Linked DNA regions of Sus scrofa: all the other regions are linked to region 2. Evidence: chromatin contacts called from public HiChIP or PLAC-seq data. All regions are on one chromosome and are shown on one strand. Each heading gives the region's core, a stretch centred on a gene start, on an enhancer-like site or on the middle of the called end of the contact. The rest is flanking DNA. Distances are from core to core; before and after follow the strand shown. Region 1 holds the start of HRCT1 (histidine-rich carboxyl terminus protein 1). Region 2 holds the start of SPAG8 (sperm-associated antigen 8). Region 3 holds the start of CCDC107 (coiled-coil domain-containing protein 107). Region 4 holds the start of TESK1 (dual specificity testis-specific protein kinase 1).

What was found. HiChIP or PLAC-seq counts read pairs in DNA pulled down with a chosen protein or histone mark.
Region 1: a contact with region 2 is called in an H3K27ac HiChIP or PLAC-seq map of skeletal muscle. The contact joins the promoter of HRCT1 here to the promoter of SPAG8 in region 2. A contact is called at or near these places in 1 of 5 promoter capture datasets (fetal liver), 1 of 47 Hi-C or Micro-C datasets (heart right ventricle) and 1 of 2 datasets of contacts at active chromatin or transcription factors (skeletal muscle).
Region 3: an H3K27ac HiChIP or PLAC-seq map of alveolar macrophages shows a contact between it and region 2. The contact joins the promoter of CCDC107 here to the promoter of SPAG8 in region 2. A contact is called at or near these places in 2 of 5 promoter capture datasets (fetal liver and liver), 4 of 47 Hi-C or Micro-C datasets (embryonic fibroblasts, liver and skeletal muscle) and 2 of 2 datasets of contacts at active chromatin or transcription factors (alveolar macrophages and skeletal muscle).
Region 4: an H3K27ac HiChIP or PLAC-seq map of alveolar macrophages shows a contact between it and region 2. The contact joins the promoter of TESK1 here to the promoter of SPAG8 in region 2. A contact is called at or near these places in 2 of 5 promoter capture datasets (fetal liver and liver), 5 of 47 Hi-C or Micro-C datasets (alveolar macrophages, heart right ventricle, liver and 1 more) and 2 of 2 datasets of contacts at active chromatin or transcription factors (alveolar macrophages and skeletal muscle).

Annotation. Positions count from the first base shown.
Region 1 is chr1:236,668,968-236,672,216 of Sscrofa11.1, forward strand. It overlaps HRCT1 (histidine-rich carboxyl terminus protein 1), which reads left to right and starts at 1,451. Exons shown (of 1, transcript XM_021065921.1): 1 at 1,451-2,468. The coding sequence starts at 1,637. The coding sequence ends at 1,993.
Region 2 is chr1:236,530,174-236,533,633 of Sscrofa11.1, forward strand. It overlaps SPAG8 (sperm-associated antigen 8), which reads right to left and starts at 2,008. Exons shown (of 7, transcript XM_005660229.3): 1 at 1,303-2,008; 2 at 399-1,200; 3 at 122-296. The coding sequence starts at 1,391. HINT2 (histidine triad nucleotide binding protein 2) reads right to left here. Exons shown (of 5, transcript NM_001244328.1): 2 at 2,802-2,942; 3 at 2,599-2,673; 4 at 2,438-2,510; 5 at 2,143-2,329. The coding sequence ends at 2,238.
Region 3 is chr1:236,379,116-236,382,257 of Sscrofa11.1, forward strand. It overlaps CCDC107 (coiled-coil domain-containing protein 107), which reads left to right and starts at 1,457. Exons shown (of 6, transcript XM_005660223.3): 1 at 1,457-1,635; 2 at 1,722-1,876. The coding sequence starts at 1,530. LOC106509199 (a long non-coding RNA gene) reads right to left here. Exons shown (of 2, transcript XR_001306517.2): 2 at 895-1,196.
Region 4 is chr1:236,339,719-236,342,997 of Sscrofa11.1, forward strand. It overlaps TESK1 (dual specificity testis-specific protein kinase 1), which reads left to right and starts at 1,442. Exons shown (of 10, transcript XM_003121984.4): 1 at 1,442-1,966; 2 at 2,091-2,212; 3 at 2,330-2,378; 4 at 2,890-3,036. The coding sequence starts at 1,742.

The sequences.
Region 1 (3,249 bases), core at 201-2,700, 140 kb after region 2:
TCCAAGGTCACACAGAGACAGGCTGCTGCAAACATCCCTCTGGGTAGCAGGGAGAAGAGCGAGAGGAAGGGCTGGGCTGGGTGCTCCCCGTGGATGCCTCAGGCACCCCTGGTCTCCAGGATCAAGACGCAGAGCTGGGCCTCCGGGAGGCCCTGCAGTATGTTCGGAAGAGCCGTGAGAACAGCTCGACAAGCCCACAGCAGAAAAGGCTGCCCAGGGCGATAGTGAGCGCCCATCCCTGAACACGTGGGTGGGACCAGAAGAGCTTGTCTAGCTGAACAGAGGATTCAGGTCTACTGCTCAGGTCCTGCCCACTCTGTACATTCTCCCCCAGGCAGGAAGGGCAGCTTATGACCGCTGGGCAGGGAGGATGGGATGGAGCAAGGAGCCTGCCATTTATGGCCAGTTAGCTTGTTGACTGTGAGCCTGGAGGCTGAGACTGGGGCCTGGCCCTTCTGACTTCAGCGGCCTCCTGGCTGCCTCCTGCAGCCCTGGGCTGACACCCAGACTCTCTTGGCTCCCAGACCTGGCAGGACCCAGGACCCAGAGAGAGTTATTTCACCTCCTTGGCTGATAAGAATCTGTCACCAGGGCCCACCTGAGCTCCTGGAGTGGGACAGTTTGCTTGACACAGACTCTGTCCCAGAGGCCTATGTGGGCTGCCGGACAGGGTCTTCCAAGTCATCTAAAGTCCACTGTCATAGTATCAGTGGCAAACACGTGTGTCAGCAACTGGTTTAAGAAAGACAAAAAAAAAAAAAAAAAAGAAGAAGAGAAAAAGGAGTTCGCATCATGGCTCAGTTGTTAACGAATCCGACTAGCATCCATGAGGATGTGGGTTCAATCCCTGGCCTCGCTCAGTGGGTTAAGGATACGGTGTTGCCGTGAGCTGTAGTGTAGGTCTCAGATGTGGCTGGGATCCTGCGTGGCTGTGGCTGTGGCATAGGCTGGTGGCTACAGCTCCAATTCAACCCTTAGCCCGGAAATCTCCATATGCCATGAGAGTGGCCCTAAAAAGACATAAGACCAAAAAAAAAAAAAAAAAAAAAAAAAAGAAAGAAAGAAAGAAAGGAACTGGTTTAAGTGCTTTATACATCTTGACTCCTTGAATTCTCGGAAAACCTTATGAGGAGGGATACCCCTCTGAGCCATTTTACAGATGAGGAAACTGAGACACAGTGAGCTTAGGAAACCTGTGCACAGTCACAGGGCTAATGAGCAGGTGGTTCCAGAACCCATGTTCTTAACTGCTGTGTGGAACCTTTGTCCCTGAGAGAAGCAGGAACTGAGGCCCAGGGAGGGTATGGGGCTGGTCCAGTCACTCGGCCAGGCGGCACAGTTGGGGGCCCTAAACTTCTTATCTCCAGCCCCAGGGCTCTCCCCCCATGGCCCCTCCTTTCAGCTCCTCTGTCCCCACCTAGCCTTGCTGCAGGCTTCCCCAGAGCTAACAGTTGCCTGGCCTCCCCTTGGCCAGCAGCTCCAGCCCAAAGAGGCTGCGCCCACATTCCCTGGCTGCTCTCCAGCCCACAGGAGCTGAGAAAACACAGTCCAGGGACTGTGAGGACGGAGCAGAAGCCGCTGAAGGGGAAGAAGCAGCGAGAAGCCACCAGGCTCCTATCCACTGGCCAGCTCCCAGATGCTGGGCCTCCTGGGGAGCACGGCCCTCGTGGGCTTGATCGCAGGCGCCGCTGTGGCCGTGCTGCTGCTGCTGCTGCTGCTGGCCACCTGTTTGTACCGCAGACAGGAGGAGCGTGACGTGGAGAAGAACCCTCCTGCTGCAAGAAGAAACCGAGTCTGGTGGGCCCAGTCTTGGATCTCCGCAGGCCGAGGCCACCTGGGACGCTTGCATCATTTCCGTCACACTGGCCGGGCATTCCAGGCGCCCCAGGCGGGCCACCGCCACCATCACCACCACCACCACCACCACCACCACCAGGCCCACTCCCACGCCCACCGCCAAGCCCATGCCCACTCCCACCGAGGCCGCCGCTGATGCCTGCGAATGGCAGCTGCCACCTGCCTCACCGTCACCAGGACAAGTGGACTCCTGCTTTCCTGCGCAGAAGGGCACCTCTCCATGGTGAAAGCCAGGTCCTGCTTGGGTGTCATTTGCATGCTACACCCCAGTGGGCAACGATGGAGGCAGAGAGCCTAGGACCACCACCGGGGGTGCCCCTGCTCACACCGGAGGCTGATAGGCCAGAGAGCTGATAGGCTGATAGGTGGTCTCCGAGGATGGACACCGCTTCGTGACTGCAACTCCCACCTGGCACCAGGAGTGCCAGCTGCTATGTGTGCAGATGCACAGAAGGTGTACCCTACTCTCTCTGAATGTCCGGGCCTCCGTCCAGGGCAATAGCTGGAAGGGGCCCTGGCACCACCCTTTCATTTGCAGAAGGCAGTCTAAGGCTGCACGGTCAATTCAGTGCAGCCTTAATACAAGAAAATAAAAAGCACCAAGAAGCTTTTGTCAAGAGGCCCTTTATTATTGTAACTCAAGTGGGAGGGAGCCGCCAGGCCTGTGTCTGCTCTGGCCTGGACCTTCCTCTCTGGCAGGAAGTGAGTGCCTGCGCCGGCTGTGCCCTGGGGGACACGGAGCAGCTCTGCAGGGCTCCAGGACAGTAGGTGAGAGGTGGGTCTGAGCTCCAAGAAAGGAGTTAGGGTTTGTAGGCAGCCGTGCCCAGACCGGACTCTCCCTGTACCCATGGGGCTCTGGGCTTCTGTGTGACAGTCCAGGGGCTCAGAGAGAGGAGGGTCAAGGCTGCCCAGGCTCTTTCCAGCCCATCTCTAGGCAGAATGTGCCCTGGACATGCAGAAAGCCCCGCTCTGTGGGCTGTGCTGAATTCAAAGTTTCCTTGGTAAGGAGTTCCCGTCATGGCACAGGGGTTAACGAATCCGACTAGGAACCGTGAGGTTTCGGGATCGATCCCTGGCCTCGCTCAGTGGGTTAAGGATCTGGCATTGCTGTGAGCTGTGGTGTAGGTCGCAGATGTGGCTAAGATCCCATGTTGCTGTGGCTCTGGCATAAGCTACAGATCCCTAGCCTGGGAACCTCCATGTGCCGCCAGAGCAGCCCTAGAAAAAGGCAAAAAGACAAAAAAAAAAAAAAAAAAAAAAAAAAAAAGAAAAAGAAAAAAGAAACACCAAATGAAAAATGAACAAAAGAAACAAAGTTTCCATGGTAAGAAGGTCAGGGTTTCTCATCCAGGCCTTGAGTCTCCAGCCCCTCTGGTGCCTGCATGTGGCTGG
Region 2 (3,460 bases), core at 758-3,257:
AGGAAGGAGAATCAGGTTTTGCCCTTACATCCATCAGACAATCCATAGTCCCACCCGATATTCCTTCCTCTCCTTTTTTCTCTCATGGACTCGTTCTGGTCCGTTCTCTCATACTTCGTACCTCGGACTGGCTGAGAGTGGTTTCCTGGGGGCTGGTATGAATCTTTCTGGGTGGTTCTGGAGGACATGGGTGACTGTGGCCACAAGGTCAGCAGCCCCTGGTGTCCATGTCGGAAAAAGAAACTCTCAGAGCCATCTTGCATGCTTGGGACTTGATCCAGGTGGTTGGTGGCTCTCTGTGGGTCCCAAGTAGAATGACCATGATATCCTTTCTGGTACCCACCCTCATCAACTGGGGGCAGCTTTCAAGCAGAGAGAGCAGGTCAAAACCTTAATACCTCCTCCTCCCAGTTGTAGAGAAGGCACTGGCCCCGTGGCAGTGTTTCACTGGGTATCTTACTCTTCCCTTCAACCTCAGAGGGCTTCCAGTGTCCTCGGGTGCCAGGTTCTGATACTTGCAAAAATTTCCAGGGTTGTTTCTGAGGCTCCCAGTGGCTGTCGTGACTCCAGGAGGCATAATTAGGGACCAGATCTGCCCTTGGGTTTCTGAAGCCTGGAGGAGCAGAGGAGCTGAACCCAGGGTCATGGCCACAGCCTGGACTATGCCTAGAATCAGAGGCAGGACCGGGACCAGTGCCTTCACCAGATCTACCACCAGGGCCTGGACCAGAGCCACCACCAGGACCAGAACTGGTGCCAGGACCAGGACTAGAGCTGGAGCCAGGAACAGGGCCAGAGCTGGAGCCAGGAACAGGGTCAGAGCTGGAGCCAGGAACAGGGCCTTGGCTAGAGATAGGATCATTTGCAGTGTAGGAATTTCGAGCAATATGGGAGACCTGGACAGGCTCAAAGCCAAGTCTCCCATGGCCTATCTTGTGGGTAAATCTGGGGGTGGTGTGGTGCGCCGCAGTAAGATTGTCAGAGAAGGGCTCCAGGAGAAGGCTCCGTTCTGAGTAGGGCGCTGGGGTCTGTGTAGATAATGCAGCTGCCTTGGCAGTGGAGGCAGCTGCAGTGGCTGCAGCAGCTGCTGAGGCTGCTGCAGTTGCAGCTGCCAGAGCCGACCTATGACGGCCATCCAAAGAAGGCAAGGGATCTGAAGTGGTCCCTAGTTCTTCGGAGCTAGGCTGTTCGTCTAAAGAGCTGAAAAAAAGTGAAAAAGGCAAAGTCGTCAAAAGGGCAGCGGGGGAAGTCCACTGACCTTCCTTGTCCCCTTATGCCTGCAGCCAGAGCTGCAGATCTCACCGCGATGGCGATAGCTCTGTGGAGTCAGTGGTTTCCATCTTGCGACACTCGCTACTGGGTACTGCGTTGCTATAGAGACGGCAAACCATTCCAGGAGACTGCGCAGAACTAGAGCTGGGCGGACGTGGAGGGCGGGGGTGGGGGTGGGGGTGGGGGTGGGGGTGGGGGTGGAGGCAAGTTCTCTGCGGGGCGGAAGTCTTGAATCTGGTGCACTCTGGGAAGTGCGCTTTCCATCCGGCCTGGCTGCTAAGATTCGCCGGCCTAAGGTCTCGCCCTTCATACCCGCGCAGGACTTTTGGAGGCTTTCTAAAGTGGTTCTTTGTGTTGAATACAGGCACAGTGCTGTGGAATCAGACAAAAGCCTACTTGATGTGTTTCTACAAGGGACAATGGTAGCTTCCCCTAATTTCATTCTCAAAAGTGGGGCATCTTTTTAAAATTTTTAAGGTGGAAAATACATCAGACAACAGCTTAAACAGAATGGTGAGACATGGGGCAGCAGATGTTTTGAGTGTGATAACTTCTCCAATGAAAGGCCCTCACCTTGACCCTCCTCCTTCCAGACCCCCTTATAACTTGGCTTGGTATCTGAATTGAGCAAGTCTTGGGATACTGGCTTTACTTATTCAGGCACATTCTTAGAACTGCTGCTTTTCTAGAAGTTTAACCCAGGTGGACCATGAGTCATGAACTCATAGATACACAGGCAAGTGCTCCTTTGACTGCATCATGGGCTTCCTTAGTGTTTCAGACCATAGTCAAGGGGGATCAAAGTCTTGAATCAGTTTTCTTTTCTATTTGAGGTATAAATCTTTATATATTTAAGACAGGGATCCAGAATTGAGGGAGAACAAGTTTATTGGCATCATTGGGTCCTGTTATTTCCCTACCCCGTCCAAGCATCCAAGTCTGGGGTCCTTGGTCCTTTGGTAGGTTCAACCTGGAGGCCACTGGAGCTGTCTGCCCCCAAGTACATGAATGTGCAGGTGATACACAGACTGTGCACCCAGCTTCCCATCGTTGATCACTGAAATGGTGCGTCGGGTTAGGGGGTTAAGATGGTCAAAGAATGAAGATCATATTGAGAGGTTAGATCAATTGATGGTGAGGGGCTCAAGGGCCAAATGTCACTCACCAAGTCGGTATCCATCTCCCAGTCCTTCAGCCTTTGCTGTCTTCTTTGCCACAAGGAGAAGGTGTCCTAAAAGCTACAGGGAAAGGGGAGGGAGACAGGTGGCTTCATTTACAGGGAACAAAACCTTTCCCTCAGCCAAACCCTGGCCCTGTTCTTCCCACCTGCTGGTCTTCTTCTTCAGCCTGGCTAATCCGGGGAATGGGCTTCTTAGGAATGACCAGGAAGTGCACAGGAGCCTGAGGGGCCACATCACGGAATACAAGACACTGGGAGCAGTGAACATGCCAGAGGCCACCATGTTAGTTCAACAAACTGGATGGTATTTATGAAATTCTTAAGGGGATGGGTCCTAAGGGTACCCCACCTGCTGGTCCTCATATAGAATGTCAGCTGGGAGGCTTCGATCCAGGATCCGGGAGAAGATGGTTGGGGCTGCTCCCCCAGGAGCTGCCCGCTGGGCCTTGGCCACTTCATTCCCATCAGTCACACCTGCAGCTCCTCGGACCTGCAGGTGGGTCAGACACACCCACGGGAGGGAGTTGGCAATACCACTCTCCCATGTAATCAGTTGGGGCTGACAGAGGCTGGGCTTTGAAAGGCATTAATTTCACCCTTCCAAGAACCTATTAGTGGTTCCCAACCAGGGGAAAAGCTCCTCGATTTCAGAGCATCAACAGCAGAGAGCAAGGCCAGATACTGCTGGGCCTAGTTAGGTAACAGGCCGTATTACAATGCAGGATTCAGCAGTGCAGTCGACTACTGCTCCTAAAGTGTTGAGGAAATCTAGCGCTGTTTCAAGGGAAAGGATCCAGAATGAAAACCTGGAGGTTTAGGTCCCAGTTCCTATTTTACTATTTAATCACCTTAGATAAACCCCTTCTTTCTGCTTCAAATATAAAGAGGGTGGTTTGCATCATCTCTTAGGACTACTTGGAACTTTTTCCATTTGTTCTCACCTTTCAGTAAGTTTCCACTTAATTCCATTACTTGTTTTCTGATCTTTAAGCTGTTACTTGTTTTAGC
Region 3 (3,142 bases), core at 207-2,706, 150 kb before region 2:
ATCAGTGTCTTATTGTTTTCAGAATACAGGTATTTTGTCTCTTTAGGTAGGTTTACTCCTAGGTATTTTATTCTTTTGGATGCAATGGTAAATGGGATTGCTTCCCTAATTTCTTTCTGATCTTTCATTGTTAGTGTATAAAGATGCCGTTGATTTCTGCAACATCTTCTCAGATCCACCTCTTAGAGTAATGTCAGTAAAAACAAAACTAGGAGTTGCCATCGTGGCGCAGTGGTTAACTAAATCCGACTAGGAACCATGAGGTTGCAGGTTCGATCCCTGGCCTTGCTCAGTGGGTTAAGGATCCAGCATTGCTGTGAGCTGTGGTGTAGGCCGGTGGCTACAGCTCCAATTCGACCCCTAGCCTGGGAACCTACATATGCCGCGGGAAGCGGCCCTAGAAAAAGGCAAAAAAAGATTTTTCTCCCATTTGTAAAGACATGGAAACAACCTAGATGTCCATCGACAGAGGAGTGGATCAAGAAGATGGGGTACATATACACAATGGAATATTACTCAGCCATTAAAAGGAACGAAATACTGGCATTTTTAGCAACATGAATGGACCTAGAAATGATCATGCTAAGTGAAGTCAGTCAGACACTGAGACACCAACATCAAATGCTTTCACTGACATGTGGAATCTGAAAAAAGGACAGAATGAACTTCTGTGCAGAACAGATATTGACTCACAGCCTTTGAAAAACTTAAGAGTTTGCAAGGGAGACAGTTGCGGGGGGTGGAGGATGTGCTGGGGTTGTGGGCTGGAAATCCTATAAAAATGGATTGTGACGATCATTGTACAACTATAAATGCAATAAATCCATTGAGCAATAATTTTTTTTTCTTTAAAAAAAATAAATAAATAACCACCTTGTTACCTTCCAGAAAGGATTAAAATCAGCCGTGCTGAGAATGAGCCCCGTGTGGTTGGTGCGCGGAAGCGCACTGCCTGTGTAACTATTTCGGCTGACGGATGACATCCCTGCCACACGCCGCTCGGCGAAATCGCTTCTTAGCGGATTAACCGTGAGGTGCAGGGACAGTCTACGTGCAGGCGCACGTGGCACTCTCTGCCTTAGGTCCGGGGACTTTCCCCTAGGCGTAAATAAGGAACTAGTCCCTCGTTTGTAGCCTAGGAAACAGGCCTTCAGCACGAGCTTCACTGGTGGGTGGGCTCCTGTAACCTTTTATAGCTGGAAGAAAAAATTTATTTTATGATTAGGGTGAGGATGTGGACTAGTGTGGGAAACCACTTTATCGCATACTCTTCTAAGGTTGTAAGCTTCTGGACACTTTCTGGCTAACCGAATCCCTAAATGGAGATAAGAAATGAACTAATTTCTAAAATAAACTAAGCTGGGCTCCCGGTCCTATGCAAATAAATCCTGGCCCCGCCCATACGCTAGGTGGGCGTGACCTTCCAGGGAGGCCCGGAGCGGAACGGGCTCCAGGGCGCGCGTGCGCGTGCGCATGGGCGCGTGCGGCCAACGCCGGCTCCTCCCAGGTTCTCCTGTAGTCCGCCTGCAATGGCTAGCGTGGTCTCGCTAGCGGGTGCGGTGGGGCTGCTACTTATGTCTGCGCTGCCCGAGGTCCTCGGAGACCGCTCCAGCCCCGACCGCCCGGCACACCCAGGTACCACCGAGGTCTGTTAGAGGGAGGCAGGGACTGCCTACCGGCCCCAACCCCCAGCTCTACTGACCCGCCTCTGCCCTCCTCAGGAGACGCCGCCCAGGTCGGCCCCGAGGCCACAGAACTCCGGCGGCGGTCGCCGCCGCCCAAGGATCAGCGCGACCCAGCTCGAGCCGGGGCGTTGCCCTTGGGGGCGCTGTACACCGCGGCCGTCGTGGCTTTTGTGCTGTACAAGTGTTTGCAGGTGCGGGACGACGAGAGGAGGGAGGGGATGCCCGGGTTCTGAATCTCCCGTTGGGTCCCTATGGTACCAAGAACAAGACTCATTTTCCTGTCCATCTGTAAAGTGAAGACCTGAGTCCTCTGGGTTTCCAGCCTTATGAGATTATTTTGAGTAGCTATCGAGGTGAATGGCACTTGATAAATTGTAAATAAATAATGACCATCCCATTTAATCCTCCCATCAATCCAATGTAGGGGTTAGTCACTTGCTCAAGGTCACCCAGAGCTAGTAACTGGTGGAACTGGGACTTGAACCCAGCGACTGTCCATACTACAGTGAGTGCGGTTCCTGGTAAGATTCCAACCTTGGCACGAGCAGCTGATTACTTAGCCAAAGTGTTTTTAGAGTTCGAGGTACCAAGCAGTCTCAAGTTCTTGGGAAGGAGGCTCTGAAATGTGAACTGATAGTACATTTTGGTAGATTCAAACTGTTGAAATGGAACGTAGTACCTCCCAGGGCTCTGACTTTAGCCGTATCACTTAATTGCATTGGGAAATAGAGGGCTGAGCCAATTTGGAGATAGGAAACTAGGAAGGATAGCTAACCATGATTCATAATAAGACTGGACAAGCTAGGATGAGGGCTGGACAAGCTAGGATGAGGGACTGAATATAATGATGAAATTCAACATAGATAGATAATACTTTTTTTTTTCTTTTTTTTTTTTTTGTATTTTCCAGGGCCACACCCTCAGCATATGGAGGTTCCTGGGCTAGGGGTCTAATCGGAGCTGTAGCCTTCAGCCTACGCCAGAGCCGCAGCAACACCAGAACCGCAGCAACCCCAGATCTGAGCTGAGTCTGCGACCTACACCACAGCTCACGGCAATGCCGGATCCTTAACCCACTAAGTGAGGCCAGGGATCGAACCTGCAACCTCATGGTTCCTAGTCAGATTTGCCAATGGCTGAGCCACGAGGGGAACTCCAGATAATAAATTCTATTCTTGGACCCAAATATAGTCTGGAAGAAACATAATTTAACAGCAATTTATTGATTAATGAGGTTCAGTTGTGTGATGTGACAGCCCACTTCCCAAATCAATGCTAGGAAGAAGGTATTTTGTTCTTTATCTTCTGATTAGAACCCTGCGGGGGAATTCTATTGAGGGCACAACTTTAAGAGCACTATATCCTTTTTTTTTTTTTTTTTTTTGCTTTTTTTGCTTTTTAGGGCCGCACCCAAGGCATGTGGAGGTTCCCAGGCTAGGGGTCGAGTAGGAGCTACA
Region 4 (3,279 bases), core at 192-2,691, 190 kb before region 2:
AGAAATAGAAATATAGTACTTTTAGAATTCTTGAAGAGAACTCAGCCACGTTGCCTCAAGTTCGTTGGCATCCTTTCTCACTCCTGAGGCCCGCAGCCTCCACCACGCCGCCCTCCACTCCGCCGCTAGGGGGCAAAAGGCTCACTGACGTCCCCAACCTCTCGTCCTAGACAGGACTCCAGGATCGAGCGACGTCACCCACCCCCGTCGATGATTGGCTATTCCGCCGATGACCGGGACGGGGAGGAGCCAGCGGAGAACCAAAAACGCTGGGTATGGCATGCGCACAGGGTCCTGAGACGGTGCGTGCGCACTCAGGGTGCCGCGCCGCTTTAGAGGCCGGCTGCAGATCCTCCTCTCGCCTGAGGGGGCAGATCGGATTCCTACGTAATGCGGGGCGGTACCTGCCTAGGAGAGTCACACTGATGAGGGCTGGGCCACACCGAGGGGAGGAGTCACGTTGAGAGGAGGGGTCACAATGACGGGTGGAATCGCTCTGAGAGGTGGGGTTCGCCCTGGAAGGGCGAGACGGACAGAGGAGGGGTGTCGCACTGAGGGATTCTGGCACACACTGTTGGCGGCATGGTCACATTGCGGAGATGTTCCTCTGAAGGAGAGACTCTCACTGAGGAAAGAGTTGGTTCTCTGAGGGGGAGGGCTCCTTGAGGGGCGGGGTTTTGCCAAGGGGTGGGATATTTCCCTACAGGTGGAGACTTCTCTTTTGAGAAAGAAGGGCATGTGGACGAAATAGTAAGAGGAGGCTCCAGGCTGTGTGGTCAGTGCGCAGAAGCCCCTGAATCTAAACTTTTTTCGCGAGAGGCGGGATGGAGTGAGCAGGACTTGGGGCCACACCTGGAATGGGCTGGCCAAGGGCTCACTACAGCTCTGGGGCGTCACAACCTCCGGGGAAGGTACAAAGTGTCAGGGAGTCGGAGGTTTAAAGTGTAAGGGTCGAGAGCTGGGAAATGGGCAGGCTCGGCCAGGGCGGAGGCTGGGCAGGTGGGTAGGTTGCTGCCCCGATTGTGGCGGGACCAGAGGGGTCTACTTTTCTACCCTGCCTGTCCATGGAGTCCAGGAGTCCGGCGGCTTCCAGAGCCTGGCCCTCAAAAGACAGAGACCCGAGGGAGGGAGGGGAGAAAGGGCTCTCACGGCAGCTAAAAGACCTTTGAGCTGCGCATACGCACAATGAGCCATTAATTCCCTTCCGTTATTTAGCTTTGGCTTTAACTTCTTTGACCCCGACTTCTCAGACCCACTAGCCTAGGGCGTCCCGGCCACTGGTGGCGGGGTGCGCACCTGAGGGGGCGTGGCCGCTGCCCCGAGGCGGGCTCGAAGGAGTTAAGCAGAGGCCCGGCTCAGCCCCGCCCCCGGCAGGCCGCGGAGCCTGAGCCCCAGCGGCGAAGTGGAGCAGCCGCCGCCCGCCCGCCCGCCCGCCTCCGCCTGCGGGGAGTACCCCCGCCTGCCCGCCGGCGCCCGGGAGCGCCACCGCCACCGCCCGGCCCAGGCCCAGGCCCAGGCCCTGCGCAGAGCCGAGCGGAGCGGCGTCCACCCGGGCGCAGCAAGCCGGCGCGGCGGGGGCGGGCCCAGGAGCTTCGGCAGATCTTCCATTCTCCAGGGCGGGAGAGGGAGTGGGAGCTCCGGCGCCCCGGATCCGGCTGGGCCCGCACCCATGGCGAGCGCGGCCTGCCCGGGCCCCGGGAACCCTGCCATGTGAGGCAGGCCCGGGCTGGGGGGCCCGGCCATGGCCGGGGAACGGCCCCCACTGCGGGGCCCTGGGCCCGGGCCCGGGCCCGGAGAGGCGCCGGGGGAGGGGCCCCCGGGGCCGGGGGGCGCGGGCGGAGGCCCGGGCCGGGGCCGCCCCTCCTCCTACCGGGCTCTCCGCAGCGCGGTGTCCAGCTTGGCACGCGTGGACGATTTCCACTGCGCGGAGAAGATCGGGGCCGGCTTCTTCTCTGAGGTCTACAAGGTAGGACCAGCAGAGAGGGCAGAGGGGCGGGACCGAGCCTTAGACGCGAGGCTGGGACAAGGGGGCCCAGACCCTGGCGTTTCGCCCGACCTGCGCGGGACTCGCCAGCCCCTGCTGCCCCCAGGTTCGGCACCGACAGTCAGGGCAAGTCATGGTGCTGAAAATGAACAGACTCCCCAGTAACCGGGGAAACACGCTACGGGAGGTGCAGCTGATGAACCGACTTCGGCACCCCAACATCCTAAGGTGAGCGGCCCCAACCGCTTGCTGGGGGAGGGGGAAAGATCCCGCGGGAAAAGTGGGAACTGTCCAGGGGCCGGGACTCTTCCAGACTACCTTGCTGTCTTTCCCATCCTCTTCCAGGTTCATGGGGGTCTGTGTGCACCAGGGACAGCTGCATGCTCTTACAGAGGTGAGGATGAACCAGCAAGGGGGGACCCCACCACCAAGGGGCGAGTCAGCGGCCTGGTGCATCTACAGACGAATAATGAGGGGCAGCAGGACGTCCTCCCAGGGGAGGCTTTCCTGAACTTCCCTTTAGGCAAACCACAAATAAAAGGCCTCAGCTGGTCCCGTCCTTTATATCCTCTAGAACGGTGCTGTCCAATAGATCTTCCTGCAAAGATGAAAATGTTCTATATCTGCGCTGTCCAAAACCACAGCCACTAGCCACATGTGGCTAAGGATCCCTGGGAATGTGGCTAGTGTGACTGAGGAACTGAATGTTCCATTTTGTTTAAATTTAAATAGTTGTGCGTGTGTATGGGACAGGACAGGCTCAGGATATGAATGGAGGAGCCCTAGAGCAGACTCACCCTCCTGACTTTGTGATCCTCCTGGGTCCCCTGGCTTAAAAGTGGGAGACCTAGGCTACTGACTGAAATCTTGACATTCATTCCCCTTCTCCTACCCCTGTGACCCAGTATATGAATGGGGGGACTCTGGAACAGCTGCTCAGCTCCCCTGAACCCCTATCCTGGCCTGTCAGGCTCCGCCTGGCTTTGGACATCGCCCGGGGCCTGCGGTACCTGCATGCCAAAGGTGTATTCCATCGAGACCTCACCTCCAAGGTAGGCTGGCCAGGTGGGTGGGGGCATGAAAGGAGATTTGAGATTTATTAGATTGTAACTAGCCCATGAATATTAGAGTGTGGGTAATAGACATCAGGATGTTGGAGTAGCAAGACATTGGAAAGAGGGGAGGACTGGGATGAGGGGGAGTGCTCTGAGGGACTGAGTATCGTGCTGTTTCTGGAGTGATGGATGACGTTGAAAGATGGGGGAGCATTGGCAAACTGGAAGATTAGAGAGGGC